Linked DNA regions of Mus musculus: region 2 is linked to region 1. The links are chromatin contacts, called in public HiChIP or PLAC-seq maps. All regions are on one chromosome and are shown on one strand. Each heading gives the region's core, a stretch centred on a gene start, on an enhancer-like site or on the middle of the called end of the contact. The rest is flanking DNA. Distances are from core to core; before and after follow the strand shown.

Region 1 (7,444 bases), core at 3,153-5,652:
TCTAAGGAAGCAGAGGGAACAAAGCCCACCCCGTCCCAGCAATTATAGCAAACGCTTCCTCCAGAGTGGCTCATGCGAGACTCCAGCCACCTGCCTCAGCCCTGCGTCTGTGGCTTAAGAGGCGTAAGGGTCCCAGTGGGCAGGGTCTGCTGACTGGGGAGGCCCTTCTCATGGACTCCCTGCTACATATGAGTGGGGTAAGGTGGGGTTGGGACACTCAGGATAAGCCCAGCCTCCCAGTCAGCTCCTCACCAGGCTGACACTCAGTCAGCTGCTGTCTCGGGCACTTCACTGGGGCTTCAGTAACCTCGGATGACTACTCAGAGTGGACCCTAAACACTGTCACTGAGAGAGCAGTAGTCTAGTGATGTGTGGCTGCCATCCTGTTTGTCCTTGGTAATATTGTCCTATGGTGCTGTCTCCTCTTACAGGGCCTCATTGTGTTCAGGGAAATTGAGGGAGGGAGTTGTAGGCTAGCTGCCCTCTTGTCCTGAGAGTGCAGATATTCTGACCTGAAGACATGACATCCCCTGGGAACAGCACATGGAACCAGGTGATGACAAAGAGGACAGGGTACGATACCAAAAAAATATTCTGAATGGCAAAAGAGAGATGGTGACCATGGGCTCTGGCGAGGAGGGAGGAGAGGAAAACAGAAGCTAACTAAGTAGGGCTGGCTAGGGCAGTTGGAACCCTGTTGCTTCTGGCTGGGCACGGGCCTTGCATATCTCTGGATGTGGCCACTGACACCCCTGAAGAAGCACCAGAGACTACCCCCAATTTGTGTGGCCCTAGGATGAGCCTGAGCCATGAATAGTCCCCATGCTAGGTCTTTGGAGGCAAGCAGAGAGCCCCTTAGGCAGGACCTTCTCTCAGGCATTCCTCTCCTGAACAGAGGTAGAGCCATGGATGGCGACTTGAGGTAGCCTGTAGGAGGTGCCTTCTTGGCTGGGGGAACTTGGTAACCCTCCTTTGCTGATGTTTCGGGAGCCCTCCTCCCAACACGGTCATGTAACAGGTAGGAAAGCAGAAAGGGGGCTGGGGGAGGGGAGCCATTTGGGCAGTGACCCTGAGGCTCTCCAGCTTGCCTGAGAAGGAGTCAGGACAGTAGCTGCATGCATCTTAGAGATGCATGGGTGCATGCATGTCCACATTGCCTGTGCACTGTAGCACAGCTCATAGCAACTGTAAATGTCTTACTTGGTTGGCTCTGTGTACACGTTGCTGTCCCTCCTTAGGCTCCTGATCTATGGAGAGTACTGTAGCCACATGGAACACGCTCAGAGTACACTGAACCAGCTCCTCGCCAGCCGAGAGGACTTCAGGCAGAAAGTGGAGGTAACAAAGCATCCTGGTACCCTGACTTGGTGCAGCTGGCTAGCTGAGACCTAAGGGACAAACCAACTTCCCTCAATACCGGTCTTTGGTTTTGTGGCTATTCCCCTATTTTGTTGGGCGATTGCCAGAATACTTGTCCCAACACAGCCTAAGACTTAGGGGCTGTGGAGGCCTGGACAAATCCATCACAGTAAGTGACACTTGACCTTAAACTCTGCTGAGGTCCTATCAGACCTTAGCAGGCCTAGGTGACTTTCATGATACACTGGGCCTCCTTCCCTTGCCTAGGTTTGCCTACCTCTGTCAGCTTGTGCTTGAGCGCCTTCCTGGCTCTTCCTCACCTCTGGGTCCAGGAGTGAGTGCCCTTTCCTGTGTGGTTAGGAAAGCTCTGTCTCAGCGCTCCAGCTTAAGTGCTGGTAGCATGTAATGCTTGTTTCTACTGTCCCTGAACCGCAGGGGATCCTAGCTATCCTCACAGCCTTGTATGAGCCCCCTCCCCACTTGGCCTCTCAGGGAGCACATGGCAGATCCATGGGCCATGTTCTGCAAGGCCCAGCCCCCTCAGGCACTGTTGTGCAATGTGGTGCCTCAGATCCCAGGGTCCCATCATGTTCTGGGATGTGAGGGGTGGTGACACCAACTTCATGCATAATCTAGAAGACCGAGGATCCAGCTCTGAGGTCTCTTTCTCTGTGTGGCTGGCAGTGGGGCATGAGTTCTCCCAGAAGAGTAATACCCTTTATCCACTCGCTTCTCTCTCTCCAGGAGTGCACACTCAGGGTTCAGGATGGCAAGTTCAAGCTGCAAGACCTGCTGGTGGTGCCCATGCAACGGGTGCTGAAGTACCACCTGCTGCTCAAGGTGAGGCTAGCAGCCTGCTCATCATGCCCTCTGTCACACTGGGCTCTGATGGCATGGGCTTGGACCCACAGGCAGGGTGGCACACACTGATGAATGAGCCCATGTTCAGTACATACCATGAAGGGGTATCCTGGCATCTGGAAGGAAAATTATGAATAAGTTAAGACCATTAGGAAAGTGGGAAGAGACAGGACAGCACCCACGGACCAGGAAGAGGAGAGGAGAGCTGCTATGCTTGACTGCTTCATCACTGAGGCCTTGCACAGTTGTCTACTATGTAAGGGATCCCATGTGTGTTGGAGTTGGACAGATGGACTTGCACTTGAGCTGGTGGGTGGCTTTGTCCTGAGACCTTGAGGGCTCACCCTAGCTTCCCTCTCACTCCCCTAGGAGCTCCTGAGCCATTCTGCAGACCGACCAGAAAGACAACAGCTCAAAGAAGCCCTGGAAGCCATGCAGGTAAGTAAGAGAGGCAGAGCGGGGAGTCCCCAGACCAGTGTGCACACACTCCTGGATCCAGACTGAGCTCCTTGGTAACACTGACAGGACACTGCGGTTGGGCTTAGACTTACATGATGGTGGAAGGAGCAGCAGGCTAGGCTGCTTGCACCATGTGTCCAAAGTCCCCAACTTCACTTGCCTGCAGTTGCCCTGTCCCCACACTGTATTTTCAAGTGTCCACTGGGGTCATCAATGGTTTTTGGGTGCCAGCTCTATCCTGGGGTACCTCTTTTCCTCCTGGGCATCTGCTGATGAAGGTCTGTCCCATGCCCATGCCCTGTCACTCACTGGAAGGTCCCTTTTCACGTGCTGGCTTTGAAGGCCCCTGCCCAGCCATTCTATGCCTCATGTATGGCCGTCCACTGCCCTCAGAAGCTCGTCTGTGTTCTGCTCAGAAACCTTTGTGGCTTCTGCTGTTCTCTGAATCAGGCCAGGGTCATTGAAGATGTGTGTAACAGGAACGCCTCAGATTCCGGGGAAGCCTGGCCATGCTCAGATTCCTGGGCATGCTCTATTCTTTCCCACCCCAAGGTGTGCTCAGGACATGTCCTCTTCCTCACTTAATCTGCCTGCATCCCACTCATCTTGTCTTTGCCATGAACTTGACACAGTCCAAGAAAGTCACCTTCCAGACTCCTTAGCCAAGGGACTGTCAGGCTACCCCACAGTCATACCTGTGCCTCTCATAGACACCTGTCTTAGACAAGGTGAAATGCCTGACACAGGCTAGGTCCCTTTGGCATTGCAGTGTTATAGAAGCAGTGAGTTCCAGCCTTGACTTCTGACCCCTGACCCCTGAGTCCTCTGGTCCATGGTCCCCTTCTTTTCCCAAGACACACCTTGTTTGAAGAGGAAGGTGCTGCAGTCTAACTCCCACACAGGATCAGGGGGAGGACGCTGGCTCTCAAAGCTACCTGCTCTCTGAGAGCAGACTTCATGCAGCTGGAAAAGTTTGCATCAGTTTTGAATGGACTTAAATGTGGGTGCCATGGCTGACATGGGGACCTCTGGCTGGCGCCCCTGGGGAACTGAGGTCACCGCAGCAGAGGGACCACCACATCTTCCCACTGCAGACACAATTCAGTGTCAGCCATTCCTGGAGCATGTGACTCATACTGCAGGTGTACCCTGAACCCAAGCCTGGCCAGTGTGTGGCTTCGGGTCCCTTTGTGGCAAAGTACCCTGAGGTTATATAGCTCCTGACATTCCAAAGAGGGTTTGTGACTCTGTGTTCTTCTTTTCACGGGAGGCTCTTCAAACTGCAAAGTTTAGAAGGCGGCCTGGTTTGCTTTCTGTTACTGTGATGAACAACCACGATCAAAAGCAACTTAGGGGAGGAAAAGTTTTATTTTAGATTATATTCCCAGGTCACAGTCTGTCATGAAGGGAAATCAGGGAAAGAATTCAAGGCAGAAACCATGGAAGAAGGCTGCTTACTGTCTCACTTTCTGGAGCGCTTAGCTAGCTCTCTTCTATAGCCTAGGATTGGCGCCACCTCCAGTGGGCAGTTCCCTCTCTCCTCCATCGTCAGTCAGGACAATCTCTCAGACATGGCCACACAAGACCGTGTGATCAATGCAGTTCTCTAACTGAAGTGCCCTCAGTGAAAACTAATACAGCAGGGAATCTAAAAGCCTTTAATGTCCCCAATGCAAAGCAGAAAACCATTCATCCAGCCAGTGTCTGGGCTGTCACTGCCCTGGAGCTAAGCTTTCCTCAGGGTTGCAGTACACACTCCATGCAACTCTGTTAGCTGGCTGCTTTGCCTCCGGAGCTCTACTGTCTCTGTGGGAATCTCCTTCCCAGACGTGCACTTCTGTGACTCCTGCCAGGGTGCACAGGGCCACACACGCTCAGATCTGTCGCTGCTGTTGATTTAGAACAAAACCCACCCTTTATAAACTGTGGCTTCTGGTAGGGAGCTGCCAGTAGCAAGGTTTGTAGGCTGGCCCTTGAAGTGATCCCAGAAGCAAGAGAGGCCATAAGGGAGGTAGGAACTGGCTCCAGGATGTGGGTCTGGCTTTTGTGTGCCGGGGATTTCCTCTCTGCTCTGCTTTCTGGGTAGGATCCCTGCTGTTCTGTCCCAGCCGCCCCTGGGCATTGCTTCCAGACCATTTCAAACTTTCTGAAGCAAAGTGAGCACTGCCCCCTGGTGACTGACTAGAGGATTGCAGTACTATGTAGGGCTCATACCTTCCCCCCACTCCATCTCCCCCAGCCACTTACAGAATACCCAGGCTCTTCAGGGAAGGTGGGACAGGGGCTTCGTGAGAGCAGAAAGGTCTAAACAGTGGCTGTGTGTGACCCACTGTGGCTTATCCATGCTGGGCTGCATCTCCATTCTGACACAGAAGGCCTTCTGAGTGAGGGGAACCTGGATTTGGGGGTTCCCAGCACCCTCTTCAGCATAGTGTGTACTCTGGGTTCAAATGTTGTGTTCTTCACCTTATTCCTTCCTGGTTCCCTGTGTGTGGTGGTTTTTACTCCCATAGCCCAGAGTTGGAGTGGCCCCAGGCAAGATGGAGGAAGAGTGTGGAATGACCAGCTGGGCTAGGAAGGGGCTGGGAGGTCACCCCGTGTGTGACTCAGTGCCCTGATCCTGTCTTGATTTCCAGGACTTGGCCATGTACATCAATGAAGTGAAGCGGGACAAGGAGACCTTGAAGAAGATTAGCGAGTTCCAGTGCTCCATAGAAAACCTGGTAAGCCGTGGCTGCCTGCGAAGCCTGCCGGGAGTAGGAGGGAGGTCGGGCAGTATCAGCCTTCATCCAGTTCTACCTACTGTGCGGATGAGGTCATCCACGTGTAGGGCTCAGGAGATGGATGTCCTATTGACAGCCTGGCTCTCTTTCTCCCTTCCCAGCCTGAACCCCAGGCTGTGGCGACCAGAGGCAGGACGCTTCGTCTGCTCTGTGGCCCTCCTGTTTCCCTGTCCTCAGGGTGGGCAGTGGGCAGGGTTCGGCTTGGGGGTGGGGCCACGGTCATCTCAACCTGAGAGCTGGCCCTCAGCTTGCCCCTTGTCTAGGAATCAGACTGGGGGCTGTCAGTCAGGGTTGGCCCTCTCTCAGGCATACTCCGGGGAGAAGAGATGAGCTGTTCCTGGACTCAGCCCTGCTTGGCCCCATGTTGGGTCTAGGTCTCTCTGTGTTGGGGTGTTCTGCAATAGGAGACCTTAAGCACGCCCTTGCCCCCACCCATCGGATGCTAATAGCGCCCTCAACCCCAAGTGATGACTGCTCCTCCAAATGCCGTCTGATTCCCAGAGTCATTTTGATATTGAACCATTGATTTTTTTCCCCGCTCAAACATCCCCTCTTCTTGGAGATTTTCCTGGAGAGCTTGGCGAAGTAGAAACCTGGAAGCCCGATATCTAGGCTGGCATACCCATCTTCATCTCCAGAGGAACCCTCTACAGAGCTGGCTGGCTCATCAGAGGGCAAGGAGAACTGCCAAGCAGTGTCTGATGAGTGCTCTGTCTACATGTGTGCTTGCACGCCAGAAGAGGGCGTCAGACCCGGGACAGATGGTTGTGAGCCACCATGTGGTTGCTGGGAATCAAACTCAGAGCCTCTTAACCGCTGGGCCATCTCTCCAGCCCATTCTTATGTGTCATGAGTGTGACCTGAAGCATGAACATTTGTGGGGTTCAGACCATTTGCCAGTCATCCCTGCTTTCTGATCACTGCACAGTTAACACACTGCTTTTGAACACAGGGGAGTTTGCTTTGGTGTTGTGAGTCATGTTTGCTCTTTAAATGACAAGGAATGGGATGTGAGTGTGGTTTAGTTGGCAGAGTGCTTGCCTTTCATGCACAGGGCCCTGAGTAAACTGGACTCAGGGGCACTAACTGTAATCCAGCATCGGGGGCAGGGGAGGAGGAAGGCGGAGGCAGGAGGATCAGCGTTGTCTTTGGCCACACAGCATCCAGGCCAGTGTGGGATACTCCAGGCCCTATCTCACAAAGAACGGTGATCCATGGATCTCGGTGTTTCTGGTATATGACAGCCAAGCTGCATGCAGTCTTGGTGCTGTCTCTAGGAGAAGGCACCTGGATTTATATGTCCTGTGTGATGGGGACAAAGGGGCATAGCAGAGTCCCCGAGCAGATGTGAATCATGCTCTGTGTCAGGCCAAGGCCAGCCTCTGTCATACTGAAGTCAGACCTAGGAGTTTTCACAGAGTACAGGGACCAGGCCTCCAGGCCCATGTGACCACCCACAGGCATAGCCACTTCCCCTGGAACCCGACCTCTGCCTTCTCCTGAATAGACTTGTCCCTTGAAGAGGATACAGAGGACAGTGGAAAGGCAGATCTCTCTGTATTAAACAGAACAGAGAGGCACAGTCCAAGCAGAAGCGGAAATGGAGACTTGATGGCCAGTGGTGGCGGGGCTGGGCATAGATTGCTTTCTGTGGAGGATGAACCCGGCTGGACCCCGCCTGTGGTTGCCGCTCAGTCCAGTGGTGCTGCTTGCTTGCTTTATTTGCTCTCTTAGGGCTGGACCTCTGGCTTTTCCTACAGCTCCGGGTTCCACACAAGGGCCGCCTGTGAGCATGACCAGACCATCAATTGCCCTTTGTTCCCAGGGCTCAAGGGAGTCCCCATTGTGGCCCCCTGAGAGGGGACAGGCTTGGCTCATTCATGGGCTACCCAGTCACCGTAGGCACATTTTCCTAGATCACACCTGGGTCTTTCTGTCCTGCCCTGGGCATGCCTACTTTTCTCCCTGTCTAGCAATGCAGA
Region 2 (7,444 bases), core at 1,278-3,777, 410 kb before region 1:
TAGGCAAGCCTTTCCCTTCCCACCTCAGTTTTACAAAGTGGAGCACAAAGGAGAAAAAAAAACTGAACAAAAGAGCAGCAGCAAGGCCAGGCTAGGCAGTCTCCGAGTGAGCAGCATATGGCTGTAAGTCATTCACCTCCCAGCTCTCAAGAGGGCACAGCAGGCCAGGAACATGGGGCTGGGAATGGCCAGGGATCTGCCCCATACCTCCCTGACCTGCTATGAGTGACTGACAGGGAGACAGCTAGAACTCAGTTCTACTATGGGAGGCCAGCCAGTGGGTGAGTTCTCACACAAAAAGGATGCTCCAACATAGCCATGGCCCACAGGGCAATACTGGCAGATGCAGGGTCCATAACAGACTCTATACACTTGGGCTTGCATCTCCCTAGGTGGCTAGGGACCTGTGGGAGAAAAATAGAGACAGAGGGAAATCTCTCACAACACAGGCCCTGTCCTCCTGCCTTCCAGCATACCCTGCTCTCTGTACCCAGATGGTGCCCACGAGATGCACAGGGATGTTGGGCTCCTGCCTGCAGGGTTACAGGGGCTAACCTCTGCTACAAATCTCAAAGTCTGTCTATTATCTCAGCCCTGGGAACTAGAGCAGAGCTCTTTGAATTGCAGAATTCCAAGGCAGGACCCTTAATGCCAACAGAAGTTGCTGGTAGCCTCTTAGCTCCTCTGTCCCCCACATCCACCTTGGGATGGAAGCCAAGGGGTTCTCTATCCAGGAAAAAGCTATGCACACCCCCCTGATGATAGCTGTGGTCTGACGATTGTGAGGGAAAGTCTGTCCCAGACTTGGGCCTATGAGCAGCAACAGAGAAGGTGAGCTCCCCGCTGAGCTCAGCACAGCAGGGGCACCCAAAAGAGAGAATGGCCTAGTGCCAGGCCCTGTCCCAATACTACTGTCCATATAGACTGGACAATGGCCTGGGTGCAAGAAACCCAAAGCACCTTAAATAATGCTGAAGACAGAGAAAGCAGAAAGAGCTACTTAGCCAGACAAGCTATGCCACGGCCCTTGGGGGCATGGTCACTCAACACCGCTGAACTGCTCAATAGCATAATGGCCTGTGACGTGGCATCAACAAGAACTACAAACATGATGGAGAAAGAGAGCTGCCATCCCTGAAGTGGAAGGCCCCAGGATATCTGCCAAAAGAGATTGCAGCCTGCATAGCTCTTCTACAGCAAATATCATCAATGTAGCCTTCCACAATCAGTGTTGAGCCCAGTGAACAGGCATCCTGGTCCATAGCTCTCCACAGCAGCACCCCTCACATGCCCCAGCCCCAATTCACAGCATCTCCAGGTCATTTTCCATAATTGTTCCCAGGGAGACTTATATAGGTGTTCTGAGCTGTCTTGAGTCTCCTGGATCCCACATAGGTGTAGCCTCAGACCCAACAATGAACCACATCTCAAAGGCACCACTGGGCCCCCAACTCCACCCCCATGCCAGATGCCTGGTAGCCCTATGCTGAAACATTTTAGTCCTCCTATCCTGGAGGAGAGTAAACGGTACAAACGAGTCTTAGTATCATCTTCCCTACCTCAAGAAAGGGAGCTATGCACAGACTACCACATTGAGAATGTTCTGAGTGGCCCACATGGACACAGGGGTACCAAGCACCTCTTAGAAGCAACTAAGGGTTGGAGTGAGGAGCACTTGTGACTGGGCCACACGAGGCAGTTTGCCATACACAGTGATGCAGCACACACATGCACACACAGCCCAAGCCACCAGAGTCTCCTCTCTCCACCTCACTTGCCCAGAGGACTCACACAATCAAAAACCATCAGAAATTCAAATTCTACTTTGGGAAGATTGCTGAGCAGGACCCAGCAGCCCTTCACATCTATTTAAGAAGATCAACACATATCCTCCCCAGCCACGCTGTTCAATGCTGTGTCTGTTCTCATAAAACTTAAATACTGTCTTTTTCTTCAGGCCAGAAACCCCAGCCACCTCTCCCAGTCACATGAGAACCCTGTGCCCCAACTCTCCAGACACATAGAAGATCTAAGCTGCTTGTCCTCCACCTGTACTCCAGGAGCCATTGGCCCGCCATTCAGAGCAGGCCTCAGGAGAAGGGCTGAGTGTCCCCAAGGGGAAAGTACGACTGAGGGACGGACCTCCTCCTGCCAAGCAAGGTGGAAGGAAGAGCCAAGGTCTGCAAAGCTGGCTGATCCAACCCAGAGAAGGGATGAGAGTCCTTCATGTCCCCGAAGGGAGGCAGGCTTCCGAGTTCCCAGCTGACCACACAGGAGTATGGGTACAAACAGGGCCAGCCGGCAGCCACAAAGCCAAAGCCACATTGTATGCTGTGGGGCCTAGCCCTCACACTCTCCCTCTCTGTCAGTCCTGGCAGCTGCTTACTGTATCACCAGGGAAGCTGACTCCAGAGTCAAGCCCACGTCCTGGGAGCTGCAGGATGCAGCCAGGGTGAGCTTGGCCCCGCCAAAGCAAAACAAGCATTGGCCAGCTCTGAGCACAGAGCAGCAGGAGGCCGGGAGGCCCAGACACTTCCCCTCACACGGCCTGCTGCCTTGGCAAGTGGCCACTCTGCCTGCTGCTGGACAGGGGCTAGGCAAGGAAGACAAGGCAATCCAGCCAGGTCCTGTGCCGCCATCTGGGGGCCTGGAGTGGAGCCCCTGCTCACGAGAGTTAAATTAAAACCTATGACCCTCCCATCACAGTGCCTTACAGGCACCCAGGGCCCCAATGCAGCCCTTTCCCAATCTTATCCTTCAGATTCTAAAAAGCTACCTAGAGACTAATCCCTCCCTGGCCTTCTCTGCCACCCCCTACACACCGTCCCCCAGGGTTTTCCACACACCTATCAAATTTAAGCTCCTAAGAGCCAGAGCCAGTTTGCCCTCCCCACTGGACTTATTAGTATCAGTCTCAACAACACTCTTCCTTACAGACAGGCAGACAGGCAGACACACACACACACACACACACACACACACACACACACACAACTAGTGCAGCCTGCACCAGGCCACAGCCTCCATCCATCACCCATGGCTTTGCACCCACTCTGTGACAAAACCCATTCCACGTCACCACCTCTCATTCTGATGTTTAAAATTTCATTCACGGCAACAGATTGGTTATTCCATCTTGGCCTTAATTAAAGAGGGCCCCAGAACGACATTTTAAACAGCAATGTCATTTTCTAATTGACACGGCTCCATTACCAAGAAAAATACGCAAACCCGCCTGAGACAGAGTGCAAGCCCCTCCCCCACCCTCCCAGAGGAGAGAGGGACTGCATAGCTTCAATTTTTAATCTGCTGATGAAATATTCAGGGGCCACAAAAGGATTGCGTTTCCCTGAGGCATGGATCACTGCCCTCTCCAGACTCCCCATGTTGGTAAGATACCGAGTTAGGATGATGGGGTCAGGTGGTCAGGAAGATGGAGAACCCACATGGGTAGCAGCTCAAAACTGGCCTGCTCAGCTACCACGACATATTTGTCCCATACCCCATGCTACCGTCCCACTCTTAGCTCAGGTCTTTCCGTGCTCCCCAACAATATCTGCTCTGTGCAAGTAGAAGACTTCAGCCCAGAGGGACTACATGCCCCAGTGACACCCACCAGGTCTCCCGGCCCATCTTGATACTTGTCTGTCTGAGTTTCATATGTTAAGTCCTACCTATAGCAATCAGGTTTCTAGCATGCTAATTTCCCAAGCAAAGTACTGAGAGCTCAGGGTCCACCGGTGCTAACACCTCTCCATAGCTGGTCCTTTACACCTCAAGGCTACACATGTCTGCACAAAGCCCAGCAAGGTGGGCTTAGAGGCAATGACCCTGAGATAGTGAAGAGAAAACTGTTTACACTGATAGGCTCAGGGGCCTGGTCACATACATGCAGATAACATGCAGGCCCTGGCAGTGCCAGCCAAGCCAAGTCCATCCAAAACCACTGTCAGCCCAGCTGGACGCTGGCTCCGATAGCCACCAGAACCAAAGTGCAGAGAGGACCACGACACTCACCAGAACAGGAACAGGGACAGGGCCCCAGCTCAACCCCTCAGCCTCTCGTTGAATCTCTTCATGCCAGGCGTGAAAGCAGAGCCTACCTCCCATCTGCTCCCATTTCTGCCTCTCAACCAAGAAAATGTCCTGTTGGATGGATGGCTCTAGACCACACAGCCAGACTGCTCCCAGAAAGGTTACCTGGCCAGGGGGCTCCACTCAGCAGGTACCTTCACCCCCATGCTGATTCACTAGTGAGCTCAGGTGGAGCACATAGGCTGCAACCCGTCCTCCATGTGGCACTGGCTGGACCACGAGGTCCACTCAGGGGAAAACACTACTAGAAACCACAGGAAGAACTCTGGCAGTCCCAACAGGACATAGACATCAAAACACCACCAGGGTTGATGTTGTCATATGTATCAGACTCTAAGCTATCACCTCCAAATAAAGAGTAATTCTGCCCTTACAGAAGGGGAAACTGAGGCTCAAGGTGGTCAAGGGGTTGCCAATAGACACCACTGAGGAGTTGGGGACGGGGGAGCAAAGTCAATGTTGCATGAGATGCATCATTGTGCAGCAGCAGCCCAAGGGCTCCCTGAGGCCGGATCTTCTATCCTCTGTGGTTTCCACACCCAGTATAGAGAGGGGGCTGATGTTGCCCAGCTGCCCAGCCTGTTCCAGACAGGCCAGTTAATCAAACACTCTCTAAATGATGCAGCCTAATGCTGCTGGCCCAATGTGCCTGCCCAGCCATCTGGTAGACCAGCTTTCCCTGACCCTGGAGCTGATCAAGCTCTGAGCAGAAGCAATGAGTAAGGGGTCCAGGGAAGGGAGAACAGGACAGGAATGGGGACAGGAGTCAGCAGGCCAAAAGCAGAGGGAAGTACTAAAGGCACAATGAGTAGCGCTCACCACTTCTACTCAAGAGTGGCCTGAATCCACTCTGCCTACCTCCCCAGCCAGCCAGGCTCTGTTCCTCCTCTGTTAAGCCTCCCTGAGGGACATCACACTGCAGACTCAGCACCAGAGAATTGAGATGTAGAGCTACACTTCTAAGGGAAGGGAGCATGCACACCTCGAGGCAAGTTGGCAGGCGCCCATAGGACCCAGCCCAAAGCTGGATGTCACCTGTACAGGGGACAACCCGTGGGAAGTCACAACACCATGGCAGCCCTGCTTCCAACCCCAAGATGATGGGCCCAAATCCACACGCAATTCTGTACTAGCACTAGCAAGCATCTGGAGCCATCAACCTTCCCTGGCACCACTAAGGTTTGCAACCAAAGGTATCTATCAAACACTCTATTCCACAGAAACAGGCTATCGGCCTTGCCAAAACAGCTAACCAGGATCACCAGCTGGGCTCTCTTCCTCCAGCCAGGCTTCCTTAACACCAGTATCTTCCTGTCTATTCCTCCAGCTCCCTTTGGATGTCAGTTTTTCTTCTACCAACCCCAGCCAAGCCTGCCACCCAGATCAAATTGTCCCTTCCCAAAGCTATCCAAGGCTAGACCACTGGCAACATGCAAGTGCCATGGTAAGGCAAGGGCAGCTAAGGTAATGGGAGGCACTGGGAAAGTGGTGTCTGCATGGCCAGCCAGATCTTCCCCAGGGAGAGGCTCCAGTGGGCTGAGTGAAACAAGGTAGCCCACTTCCTTCCCTAGGGAGTAAACATGCTCTACTGGCCAATATCCTCAGCAGGAACCAGCCTTTCCCACAACTAAGTGGCACCTGCTCCTTCCAGAGCTTCACTACAGCTTCTATTCACATAGCGTACAGTGAGGGTCCTGTGGGAGCCTACTGACTACAAGCTAGGAAAGAGTCCAGGGCTGGGGAGGCTGGAGGTTTGAGCTACGACTGAAAATCAGCTCTCCTTGGGACTACGACCTGGCCCAACAGGCCCAGTCTCAGTATCCAGCACATCAGGCACAGGGCACCCAGTGGCATCAACAGAAAAGATGGCAGACGTAGCCAGATAAACCAGGCAGGAGCTAGGGAGCCCCCTCAGTGGACAGTGAGGTGGTCACTTGGGTTCAGCTAAAACCTCATCTGTGTGTTGGCCACTCATCTTCTCAGAGATCAGACCAACCTAAGAATGATGGCTCTCAAATTGGCAGCTCACACAAGTGGCCAATGTCCGTCTCCAGGGACCTTTCTAGGCAATTGCCCTGTGTTTACTGAGAGTCAGCACCTAGCCACTTATCCAAGACTTATCATACTACAATGGCAGTGCCCACTTTAATCCCCCAGTTAGGTCATCAAAATGTCCCACCTGACCACAGACACCCAAGTTCCACCTCCTAGGAGGCCTCCAAGTCTCCCTAAAACCTGTCAAAATGCATTGCTCTCCTGCCCAGCCCATACCCTTGACAAATTCACCACCAGCAAGCCCCAATTATGTGGCCACACCAAGTCTACACTCGAAGCCTACGGCCCTACACATCACTGAAATCCACCAGACCACAAACACATAGCTGCCCCAGCCTCTGGACTCACTCCTGACATCGGGCTGTTTCTCAGCAGGACCCACCAGACTCTACAAACAGAACCCATTTGGCACCATGCAACACCGAACCTGGCCCTACTGCTTACAAGCCCCCGCACTGTCTGTGAACCCCACCTCAGGGCCTTTGCACACACTACTTCTCAAGCTGGAAGTCACTTTCTCTCTATGCCCACAAGTCTCCTTCTCATTCTACACCCTCTGCTCAAATGTCACCCTGAGCAAGGTCTTCCCTGGCTCCAGTGGCCAGTAAACCCTCGACATACCAGAACCTGACCATGCTCAGTGCAGGCTCCAAGCCATCCTAGCTTGCTCACCGAAACTCCAAAAGGTGAGGGATAGGTGACAAGAAGGGTGGTCTGTCCAGCCAGGCCACCCAGAGTTCCTCTGCAGCCCTCCTTGACAGATGCCCAGGTGTTCTGGCTGCCCATCCGGCCAGGGAGGTAGAAGGAGGAACGTGTCTATCCCTCAGTGTCCACCCTCCCGGAGAGCAGGAAGTACTGATCTGTCGGGAGCACGAAGACAAAGGCAGGCTGACCACCGAGCGCCCGCAATCCATCTCGGTCAACACTGTGGCGGTGAGGCCGTCCACCCAGCGATTTACATTTTTATTAAATCACACGGGGAAATTAGAGACATTATTACTTGCCTAGGCTCCTTAACCCTTCCTCTGCCCATTCCCCACACTGCTGCTGCGTGCTGGCGAGGATGCAGACTATGGATCCCTAAGCATCCATCGGGCAGCTCCACAGCGAGCAGCTGAGCGTGCCCTCACATGAGGCTTCCAATGCACAGCACAGGTCACACACCTCCTCCAGCTGCCTCTCTGCTGCCCTACACTGTCCTGACTCAACTTCCCCAGGCTCCTGAGGCCTCAGCAGAACCCTCCTCAGGCAGGTTCCACAAGCACCTAAGGATGGACACTGCCCACTACTGAGC

Evidence for each region. HiChIP or PLAC-seq counts read pairs in DNA pulled down with a chosen protein or histone mark.
Region 2: a FOXA1 HiChIP or PLAC-seq map of pancreatic cancer cells shows a contact between it and region 1. The contact joins two enhancer-like sites. A contact is called at or near these places in 2 of 484 Hi-C or Micro-C datasets (the N1E-115 cell line and myocytes) and 1 of 115 datasets of contacts at active chromatin or transcription factors (pancreatic cancer cells).

What each region holds. Positions count from the first base shown.
Region 1 is chr2:27,286,564-27,294,007 of GRCm38.p6, reverse strand. Vav2 (vav 2 oncogene) reads left to right here. Exons shown (of 28, transcript NM_009500.2): 9 at 1,239-1,338; 10 at 2,104-2,199; 11 at 2,590-2,658; 12 at 5,316-5,402. Among named protein-coding and RNA genes, the nearest start is that of Sardh, 43 kb to the right of the region's middle. Within about 2 kb of position 4,402, at least 70 of the 459 cell types and tissues checked have an H3K27ac peak or open chromatin away from gene starts, as enhancers often do. A contact at or near this core is called in pancreatic cancer cells, where this site is marked.
Region 2 is chr2:27,694,819-27,702,262 of GRCm38.p6, reverse strand. The region is part of intron 1 of Rxra (retinoid X receptor alpha); the gene reads right to left. Among named protein-coding and RNA genes, the nearest start is that of Rxra, 21 kb to the right of the region's middle. Within about 2 kb of position 2,527, at least 118 of the 459 cell types and tissues checked have an H3K27ac peak or open chromatin away from gene starts, as enhancers often do. A contact at or near this core is called in pancreatic cancer cells, where this site is marked.